Regions from separate parts of the Mus musculus genome. Here region 1 is linked to region 2. A link is a contact called in public HiChIP or PLAC-seq data. All regions are on one chromosome and are shown on one strand. Each heading gives the region's core, a stretch centred on a gene start, on an enhancer-like site or on the middle of the called end of the contact. The rest is flanking DNA. Distances are from core to core; before and after follow the strand shown.

Evidence for each region. HiChIP or PLAC-seq counts read pairs in DNA pulled down with a chosen protein or histone mark.
Region 1: a contact with region 2 is called in an H3K27ac HiChIP or PLAC-seq map of embryonic stem cells, with 4 times the contacts expected there. The contact joins the enhancer-like site here to the promoter of Xkr4 in region 2. A contact is called at or near these places in 2 of 39 promoter capture datasets (embryonic stem cells and stem cell-derived epiblast-like cells), 1 of 15 datasets of contacts at CTCF or cohesin (stem cell-derived epiblast-like cells), 6 of 484 Hi-C or Micro-C datasets (cerebral cortex, cortical neurons, embryonic stem cells and 1 more), 3 of 115 datasets of contacts at active chromatin or transcription factors (embryonic stem cells, forebrain and neural progenitor cells) and 1 of 9 other capture datasets (embryonic stem cells).

What each region holds. Positions count from the first base shown.
Region 1 is chr1:4,147,615-4,152,892 of GRCm38.p6, forward strand. Rp1 (retinitis pigmentosa 1 (human)) reads right to left here. Exons shown (of 23, transcript NM_001370921.1): 20 at 998-1,130; 21 at 198-349. Among named protein-coding and RNA genes, the nearest start is that of Rp1, 210 kb to the right of the region's middle. Within about 2 kb of position 3,512, at least 7 of the 459 cell types and tissues checked have an H3K27ac peak or open chromatin away from gene starts, as enhancers often do. A contact at or near this core is called in embryonic stem cells and stem cell-derived epiblast-like cells, where this site is marked.
Region 2 is chr1:3,669,624-3,674,687 of GRCm38.p6, forward strand. Xkr4 (X-linked Kx blood group related 4) reads right to left here and starts at 1,875. Exons shown (of 3, transcript NM_001011874.1): 1 at 929-1,875. The coding sequence starts at 1,725. It also overlaps the pseudogene LOC108167595.

The DNA of each region.
Region 1 (5,278 bases), core at 2,262-4,761, 480 kb after region 2:
AGATTTAGCACATCCCATTTGTCTTTCAAGAACCAACTCAAAAAACACTTTAAAAATGGACAAAAAACAAGACTCTTGAGGAAGTAGTCAGGATACTTGAATTAAAAGTGCTGTAGAGCTCAGCTAAAGACAGACAGGCACCTTTCCCTTCTTAAAGTTCACATGGCTACATCAAAGGGAACTTTGTAGAAACGTACCTGTCCTCTTTGAAATCGTACAGGCATGTTGGATCTGTGCAACAGTCGAAGACCAGAGTCTCCCCTTTCCCCATAGAGACACAGGGAGACTTCAGACTCAGTTTTTGCTTGTTTCAACTGTCCCGTATACACATCAACATGGTATCTCACCACTGACAAAGCAAAGGGGAGAGAAATCAAAAGGAAATATATTGCATTGGAATTCAAGCAAACAGAATCTAGATCTACATGTTTTCTGACAATAGCCAAAAAAACTTGCCTGGCATATCTGCTGTCTCTATTTCAGCCTACTGAAAAACTTTGACCCTTGCATTTTAATTTTATTTCTAAATAGACATTTTTCAGATGGAGAAATAAAATATTACTTAAAAGGCTAGTATACAAATGACATAGAAATATATTTTATCATTAGCAGGGAGAGAGACCTGATTTTATATGTAATGTCTAATGTTTAAATGATGCCAACAGTTCTGAGGAAATAAATCAAAATTGCAGTGATGGGTGAGTGGCGAGGTAGCTTGAAAAAAAAAGCCAGACAAGGCACAAGGATGACATTTCTTATCTTCACAGCCTTAGCTTTCGTGACTTTGTCTGGATCATAAGAACTATTTTGAGATATGCTTAATCCCATATCCTCCAGTGACCAAAGCTGTGACACTGAATAAGTCACTTCTTAGTGAGTAAAACAAGAATCTCAGAAGCAGAAAAAATAGTCTCCAAGTGCATAGTTCAGAAGTTAATTCAAGCATTTACAAACAGTGTACATATGCAACATAGGCTACCAAAGATTAATAACACACATGGAAAAACAGGCTCTCCTTCTTTCATTACAGGAAGCTCACAGACAATGTCTCCATCAGCCTGGTTCCGAGAAAGACACACATTTGCAACAAAATGTAGGGTCTTCTTGCTCTTCACGTTTTCCATTGTCACCTGGGATTGAAAGGAACAAGGACCAAATAGAGTGATTTATATTTTCTCATCCATCTCTACATACAAACACACCACAAGCGTTGCTCAAAGTGGCCACTATTGTAGAAGGAGGATTGTTGTTAGCAGTGGTTGACTAGCAGCATTGGCTAGATCTTTATTTTATTTTATGAAATATTTGACATATATTTTGCTAAATGACTTATTTTTAAAAAATAATCTTTTAACCATTACCAAACAGTTTGGTAAAATTCTCACAATTTTATCCATACTAAAATGTGAACTTGGGAATTTGAAATGGGACTCTGTCCAAGTAAAGACTCAATTTCACCTGTAGCAAATACCAAAGAAGTAAACTGCTGGAGAAACTCAAAAGGAGAATATATTTTCATGTTAATAACCAAAGCAAGCTACACAACAGAATGTTGTAAAGTTTCTAACACCTTGCAAGTACATTCTGACACGTGCAGGCTATAGAGAAGCCCAAAGAATGCCTGCTCATCCTAGCATGGCTGCAGGGTTCTTGCCTCCCTGCTAGCAGATAATTCTCAGAAGGCTTGCTCCTTTGGGCTGTTTTCCCTTGTCTTTATATCCCGGTAGAGCACCACAGAAGGAACTTCACAAGGGTTTGTCTTTTGAACTACATAAAGGATGAAATGCCCATCTTATGATAAGATCCCAGTTAATGGTCTCTAAAAGGCCTCATCTCCCCTTTCCTCCACCACTTGTTCTGCAAGAGCAATTGAGGTCACTGTCCAGAACTCTTTCTCAGACTCCTCTGCTAGACCCACTATCCATTTTATTTCAAAGCTCCTACATTATACAGTTCTACTCACTCATATCCCTTGTGGTGCCCCTCCCAGTGACCACTTTCTAAATTCCTGCCTTCTGCAGGTATTTCAAGTTGAACACATAAAATTGGAGATAGGAATCGAAGACTGACACATCAGTGAGAACATGTGGCATGCTATCCTCTTCTTTGATTTAATACCCTTGTTTTCCCTTCTATTTACTTGCAAACTGAACAAGTGCTGAACAACTTTCATTGTAGGGATGCACCACATTGTCATTATTCAGTAATCAGTTAATGACACCTAGACTGATTGCATTTCCCATCTATTTAAAATACGGTTCAGTCTCTTTTAAAATCCAAAGTTTCCCTCACCCAAGACACTAGGACCATATGGGTAAAAGGTTGAGATAGGCTCTAGCTTACTTCTCCATGTTCGAATGAGTTGTTTGGGTGTGTCTGCAGCAATGCCCCTACCCCTGCAGTCATTTTTCAGAGAACAACCCATTGTCTTAGAAACAGCCTGGGTTATTTGAAGATTTCCAGGGATCCCCTTCACACAACTGAATGCATCCCAGTCCTGATACTGGAAAATTCATTTAGTGACAAGCGAGGGCCACTTGGGATTCTCTCACCCCCATATTTAGGAGACCTTATTAGGGTCACCTTCATATATTTGAAGAGTTCCCACAGCAATAGGTTTCCATATTGTCCCTCAAATGCCTTTTAATTCTAGCTGTCTCTCATCACATTCCCTTTCTCAACCCTCTATCCCCTTCCCTCCCCACCAGATACTACAATTCACATCATACTCTGTCCCCCAGTCTACCCATAAAATCTATTCTATTTACCTCTCCAAACGAAGATCTGTATGTCCTCATAATCCCTTCCTCTATACCTAAGCACTCTGGGTCTATGGATTGCTGGTTAGTTATCATTTATTTAATGGCTGAAATCTACATACAAGTAAACATATACCATTTTTTTTTTCCGGATCTAGGTTATCTCACTCAGGATGATTTTTTTCTAGATCCTGCAGACTAGAAACGTAAACATCAGTCCAACCACAAAGTCTATGACTTGCAACATGTCCTTCCTATAAGATAAGCTAGGGCAATCATGGCAAACAAGTTGTGGGAATAAGCAATCAATATCTGATTTGGTTTCATGCCCACTCCACAAGATGGAACCTGTAGCTGCCTGCAGCCACACTAACTAGGTTCCTGAGTGGGAGGCAGGAGCTGCATGGAAGGAAACGGCGAGAGAAATAATGGAGGCCAAGACATGTTTCTGTTTAAGGCCCCCAAAGTTTACTAAGTCTGTGCTTATAAAGGGATGAGGCCCATCCCCCACCAATCCATTATTGATGCCTGTTGCCAGCCTGTAGGTGGATCTGCTGGATTCTGTCTCTGGAATATCTCCAGGGCCTCTCAGCAGGTAGCAGTGTCTTGGAGAAGAGCAGCAGCAGGTGACAGAACAATAGAGCCATCTAAATCTGAAGGGTCCACCCCAGGTGGTCTCATTCTCAGTGGAAGCAAGGTCTGAATCAGCCTGCTTCAAGGCTGGGGGAGGCTACAGGAACCTATACTCCACACCACTGGGGTGGTAAAGAACCTAGATAGCTCAGACACCTAAGGAAAAGCCAAGAACTACTGGCCTAAATGCAAAACAAAAAAAGTAACAGTAAATTGACTCCCAATGATATGATGCCTCATATCAATGACTGGTGTCTTATTCAGCCATTATCAGAGAGGAGCAGTGGATGGAAACAAATACAGAAACATACAGCCAGAGTTAAGAGAGAGAGAGGAGAGAGAGAGGGAGAGAGAGAGAGAGAGAGAGAGAGAGAGAGAGAGAGAGAGAGAGAGAGAGAGAGGCAGGTTTAAGTGGAATGCAAATATAAAATTCTTCCACTCAGAAATCAGGGAACCCCAATGAAGAGGAGGCAGAAAGAATGTAAGAGCCCGAAGGAATGGAGGACACCAAGAGAACAAGGCCCTTTGAATCAACTGAGCAACGTTGATATGAACTCACAAAGATTGAAGTAGCAAGAACGAGCAATCATGGGGCTGCATTAATTCCTCTTTATATGTTATAGCTTTTAGCTCAGTATTCTTATGAAATTCCTGAGTGCATGAGCCAGTGAGTCTCTCATTCTTGTGCCTACACTTGTGGCTTATTTTTTTTCTTTTGGGTTGCCTTGTCCAGTCTTGATATTATGGTTTTAGTTTTATTTATTGTATCTTATTTTGTTGTTTGGTTGTTATCTCCTAAAAACCTGTTTTTTCCTAATGATTAATAGAAAGGGAGTGGATCTGAATGGGAGGGGAGGGTGGGGAAGGACTGTGAGAAATAAAGAGAGGGGAAACTATGATCAAGATATAGTGTAAGAGAAAGAATCTATTTTCAATAAACAAAAATAAAATAAAAAATAAATCAAACAAAATAGTGTTTCATTGAAAAAAATCCAAAGTCTATTGGAAATTTCAAAATGAGATTGAAATTTTTAACTATGTTTTGGAATGTTTGGGGCTCCTTTTTACTATCTTTCTGGTACTGTGCATAGGAAACTTTAATATAAAACCACACAAACAAATTTAATGAACATTTGAAGTGTGGGAAAATATGCAACAAGATCTGATTCTGGATGAGGAGAGCCAGTGCTAAGGTCAGCAATTAACATTTTCTTTCTGGTATCAGATGTGAAAACTTTTTAAGACATTAACTGTTCTTGAGGTCATTTTAAGTGTCCTTGAAAAATCAGAGGCAGTGTCAGCCCTGAATTCTGAAGACTTACATCTCTGCATCTCTGCTACTCCCAATAGTTACACACACTGGACAGGGAATTGGGGATGGATGGTGACTCTGTCACATGCACCAATTTATTATTGCTTCAAGTAAGTTAGCACAACTTTGAGAGTGTATCTATAAATTGCTGGAGTCCTCTGAGATTAAACATTTGACTACAGAGTTTCTGAAAAGAAGCTGGTCTTCCTGCTGATCACCGAACCCAGAACTATTTTCTCACTGTAGTTCATCCCTTGATCTTTTCTTTCAGTAGTCCTTTCAAGAACGATGAAGTGGAGAAATAACCAAAAATGAAAAGAAGTGAAAATATTTATTCGACAATTCAGTTAAGTCTAAAGATTTCCTGGGTTTCATACCAATTATGCCATTATTTCATGTAGTGAAAGTGCTAACACATTCACCAAACCTACAACACATTTCAAAAGTTCAAAAGAATTGAGACATTTCCAGAGAGTTTTATTCTATTTGAGTTGCTCTATGCAAGTACCATGTAACAGAGGCAATCAGCAGGTGGGGAAAAGGGTCCTAGGCCACTATGGCCTCATACACAGCC
Region 2 (5,064 bases), core at 625-3,124:
AAGCTTCTAAACACAGAGAAGTCAAAAGAACAGATTTCTGAGCATATTGTCCCACCACATTCCTACATCTGTGCAGTAATGCCTGAGTGATGGCTCCACCCTGCCCAACAAGTTAAGTCTTGCACTTCAGTGTATAAGCAAAGTGACAACTATGTAAAGAGACTTGGTGGATCAAGTGAGAAGCAGTAAATCAGCCAATGAAAATGCACAATTAAAGTTTGCCCAATGTGCTTGCTACCCCTTTTCTAAAGGTTCCCAGTTACATGTGAAAGTCAAACTAGGGATGCTGCCAGGTAATCAGAGGAGCACTATATAAGTCAGAGTCTGAGCACTTATGCACACACACTCACACACAACATAAATGATAAATGTTCACTCATTTTACATATATATGTCTGTATATATATATGTATACATATACGTCAAATATTTATTAACACTACTTTAAGCTCAGTATTTCTTTAGCTGTTATCATCCAAATATGGACATCTTTGAGCAGTAACAAGTCCTATTTAACTAGAATTGTAATCCTATCCAAACCCAGCACAAAGGAAACCATCAAAAGTACAACACACCAAGAATTCTACATAATATAAATGACTTTTTAGTAAGTGTGAGAGGAATCCTCTGCTAGTGAAATATTAAGTCTACAATCGGGGGAGAACTTGTAGCATACATAGAAAAACTAGTCTATGAGAAGATGGGAAACGTGACAGACTACAAACACGTTCCTGCGTGCCCTTCCTTGGTTTCTTTTTCCTCACCTAACATGAGTTAGGTAAGGAGCAGTTTAGAAAAGAAAACCACAAGAGTGACTTGGCTTACTAGTCATTAGGAAAGATTTCATGCAAAAGTAGAACAGTGGACATGGTGGGCAGGCATGTAGGAACAGTAGTAGTCTCTCTCAACCCCCACCCTGATACAGTACCTCCAGATTTGCCCAAGCTGCAAGATGTGGATGAGTGACTGCAGGAGCCAGATGCAAAAGGAGCAGGACGCAGACCTGTGTTTGCCGCTGGTCCGGGTGGCCCCGTTGCTGTTGCTGCCGCTGTTGGTGGCGGCGATGTTGCTCTTGCTGGCGTTGGATGCTTGCCTCTGCGGCGTGGAAGGACGAACCTCGCCTTCCCCGGCTGCAGACCCACTGCTGACCACCGTCTTGCAATCTGCTCCAGGCTGCTGGCAGCTGGAGGTGGTGGTCGTGGAGCTGTCCTCGGTGCTGAAATCATGCACAAACCAGCGGAAGCTGAACACTTGCACAGAAAGGGAGCCCAGCACCACGAAGAAGAGGGTGAGCCCAAACCACCAGCGCTGGCCACGCAGGTAGTAGTCCACCGCGAGCCAGATGTCCGTTCCCACATCCGCGAAGTACACGGCCACGGCGGCCAGGATCCAGAGGCAGTCCCACAGCGAGTAACGCCGCTGCTCCCTGCCCAGGCGCAGGCACAGCGCCGCAGAGCCCGCCCCGCTGCCCCGGCCGCCGCCGCCCGAGCCGCCCGAGCCCGCCGAGCCGCCGCTCCCCGCGCAGCAGCAGCAGCAGCGCGAGCAGCCACCGCCGTCCGGGCAGCAGCCGCCTCCGGCCGCCTCCGTGTCCTCGGCTCCGGACCCCGACGGCAAGCCTGGAGCCAGTCCTTGCACAGAGCCCGAATTGTCCGAGTTCTGCAGCGGGGTGAACGCCACGTCGCTGCTCTTCTTCATCTTCAGCCTCCCGTCTGACTTAGCGGCCATGATGCCTCGGCAGCGGAGGAGAGCACTCCTTTATCTGACACCTGTCCCTGCTGTCTCCTCCTCCCGCCACCTCCTCGCCTCGCCCTGGCTTCCTTCCCCGGCCGCGCCGCTCCCCAGCTCCTACTCCAGCGCCCGCTCGCCCGCCGCCGCCCGCGGGGCTGGGCGCTGGGCCCGGCTAGCCGCACGCTCGGGACCCGCAGGAGCGCCGCCTGGCTGCCTGCGCCGAGCCCAGCTGCTCGCGCCGGCCCGCGCGCGCCCCTGACAGCCGCCCGCGCTCCGCGCCGGCCCGGCCCCGCGGCTGCAGCACGAGCCGCCGCCGCCGCCAGCAGCAGGAGCAGCAGCGGCCGCCGCGGAGCTCCTCGGACCTGCACATTCCTCTCCTCCCCTCGCGCGCGCTCCCTCCTCCCGCAGCCTCTCCTCCACCAGCTGACTCCGAGGGAGAGGATGACCTCATCCCTTCCCTTCCAGCTGCCGCCGCTCCCACCCCGGCTGGGGAGGGGCGAGAAGGAGGGCCCGGAGGAGGGGCTGGGATTGAGGGGAGCGGCGGGTGGGGGTGCCTGGCTGGCCAGTGCTGGACGCGGAGGGCAACAGCACGGCAATCGGAGGCCCAGTCCAGGCTCGTGGGATAGCGAAGAGCGTTGAGTGGATTTCCTCGAAGCTGGGGGGATGGGATGGGCAGAGCGCGCCGCGTGTTAGAGCCTTGGTGTTGGGTCACTGCCGAGGGTAGGGGGCCACGGACACAAGCGGGCGTGGCAGCAGCGAAGGCTGCGGAAGAAATGGTCTCTTTGTATTGTACCGGGCGCGCTCGGCACCTGGCTGGGTGTGGTATGGTGCTAGGTGTGTTGCTGGCGAGGGTGAACACGCTTTAACTAGGAAGCTAGGGCTCCTATACTGGCGGCGGTGGTGGGCGTGCCATGCTTTGGAGATCCTGGGTGGCACAGTACTTGCAGAGCTAGAACACCTAAAGCAAAGCTGGCAGCAGAGGGCGAGCCCTCGGGATAAGGCGAGAGCAGCCCCAGGGATGCTGTCCTGCCAAACCCCAGCCTAGAGAAATGCAAAGGCCCTATCTCAGGAGGTGGGTGCATGAAGCCCTGTCCCCCTGCGAGTTTAACGAGCCTGAGGCAGCAGCACTAGGCAGACACCATGGTGGGGCTACTCCTAACCGCAGGTGGGAAACGCTGCACCTCTGGCGGCGGCAACCTAGAGCGCGGCGGTGGGAGGAGGGACATGGCTAGTAACCAGGGAAAAGAGAACTAGCTCGGCCCTTGGCCCCGCGCAGGGAGTGGCAGATCCCAAAGCTAATGCCACTTCTCTTATTCCAAAACTGCAATTACCTTCCCTTAAACCTATAAACGTACAGACTTACTGTAGGGTCTCATAACTTCAGAAATGACTCGAATTTAATCTATTCTCGAAGAGAATGTAATAAAATATGTTGCAGTTTAAAAAACAAACAAACAAACAAAAACAACCAACCAAAAAAAAAAAAAAAAAAAAAAAAAACACCACCACCACCAAAAAAAACCCTTTAAATCCCAACAAAATATGGGATATCTTTTTCCTTTTTAAGTTAAGAAAACCCGTGCTTTAGTTTGCCTTACCTAGTTAGCTTTTCAAATGTAAGGGACAAAGAGGGTGATCCTTAAACTGCAATGTGACTCACACACTTTGAGTTCAGAGTAAGCTGGTGATACTGCAGGGAACAGTTCCAGCCAGCTTCCTTCCTTCCTTCCTTCCTTCCTTCCTTCCTTCCTTCCTTCCTTCCTTCCTTCCTTCCTCTCTCTCTCTCTCTCTCTCTCTCTCTCTCTCTCTCTCTCTCTCTCTCTTTCTTTCTTTTGATTTTTGGTTTTTAGAGACAGGGTTTCTCTCTTGTAGTTCTGGCTGTCCTGAAACTCACTCTGTAGACCAGGCTGGCCTCGAACTCAGAAATCTGCCTGCCTGTGCCTCCCAAGTGCTGGGATCAAAGGCGTGCGCCACCACTGCTCGGCCAGTCAGCCTCTTAAGGGATCTGTAGATACAGGTTAATATTCCCTGTTTCCTGGCCTCTCCCGAGGGTAGTGCCGGGTGAGTTTTCATTCCTGTATAGTGACATTCTCTGAATATCAAAACCCTCACTGACAGACCACCTTATGCTACAGCACTCCACTGTTTTAGCACCTACCTGACCAAGGTGAGATTAGTCTCACCCAGTGGATACACCAACAATTGTCCTCAAAGACTAGTGCCCAGGGGTTCTGCTACTTGGTCTTTACCTGACACCCTGGTATGTGGCCATGGGCCCATAAGTGGTTATATGTATGTGCTAAACCAATTTTTATAGTAAAAGATGGGTAGTAAGGATGAGAGGCAACCCAAGCCACTTAACTTCAGGCATTTTAAAATTCATCTTCAACACTGGGCCATTTTGACTAGGAAGTTCCCTTTGGAAAATACCCTGGTTCTTTTTCTCCAGAATTCATATCCATCTCTAGTGTACTGTGTCTGATGGTGCTTTGTGCCAAATCCACTAGGGAGATTTCTTAGGTAACTAGGTCCTCAGAGATTGAGTGTATTCTAGGTCAAGTGCAATGTCTTAAATTGTACCAGACTCAGAAAGCCCTGTAGAGTAGTTGAGAAGTTTGGTATCAGCAGACTGACACTTTCTGTAAAACTGAGAGGGTTGATCCTCTGCCCCCAACACAGCACTTGCAAAGACTATTTGCTCAATAAGTATTAGTGAAATGAATGCATGAATTTCTAAAGAGAACATTCCATGACATGAAGAATGCTACATTCTATGCTGACAAATGTTCCCATGGAAACATAGGAATTATGAGAAATTTCTGGTAGATTCTAAAAAAAGATAACCAGTAATGGTTTGCTTACTAGTATATTTATTCAAAAACTACTTAGAGTCTCTTTCAAGTTATACTGGTACATCTCTGAAAAGAACCGACTACACATACCTAGAAGAAGTAGTATAGAGAGACCATAGCAAAATATATTCATATGCAGGCTCTGCTAATTACTGGCCTCATGATCCTGCCAAATTATTTAATAAACAAGATTAATATGAGGATTAGGTAAGATCATATATATAGCCAGGCTTTGTGTGCAATACTGCTCTCAATAGTCTCTAATCCCATTGATCTAGTAACCACATCTCAGAATTAGTTATTAATTCCACTTACTTCACCATAATCACCACACCTGTCAAAAAAGACAGACATAATGGATAAGAGATCAAAGTTTAAACTCAGAGGGGTTTTTTTTTTTTTTTTTGGTCACTATACTTAACCTCCCTGCCTTTAATGCTCATTCTGTCTAAATTAGAGATTCTAGTCTCTGGAATTCAGTAAT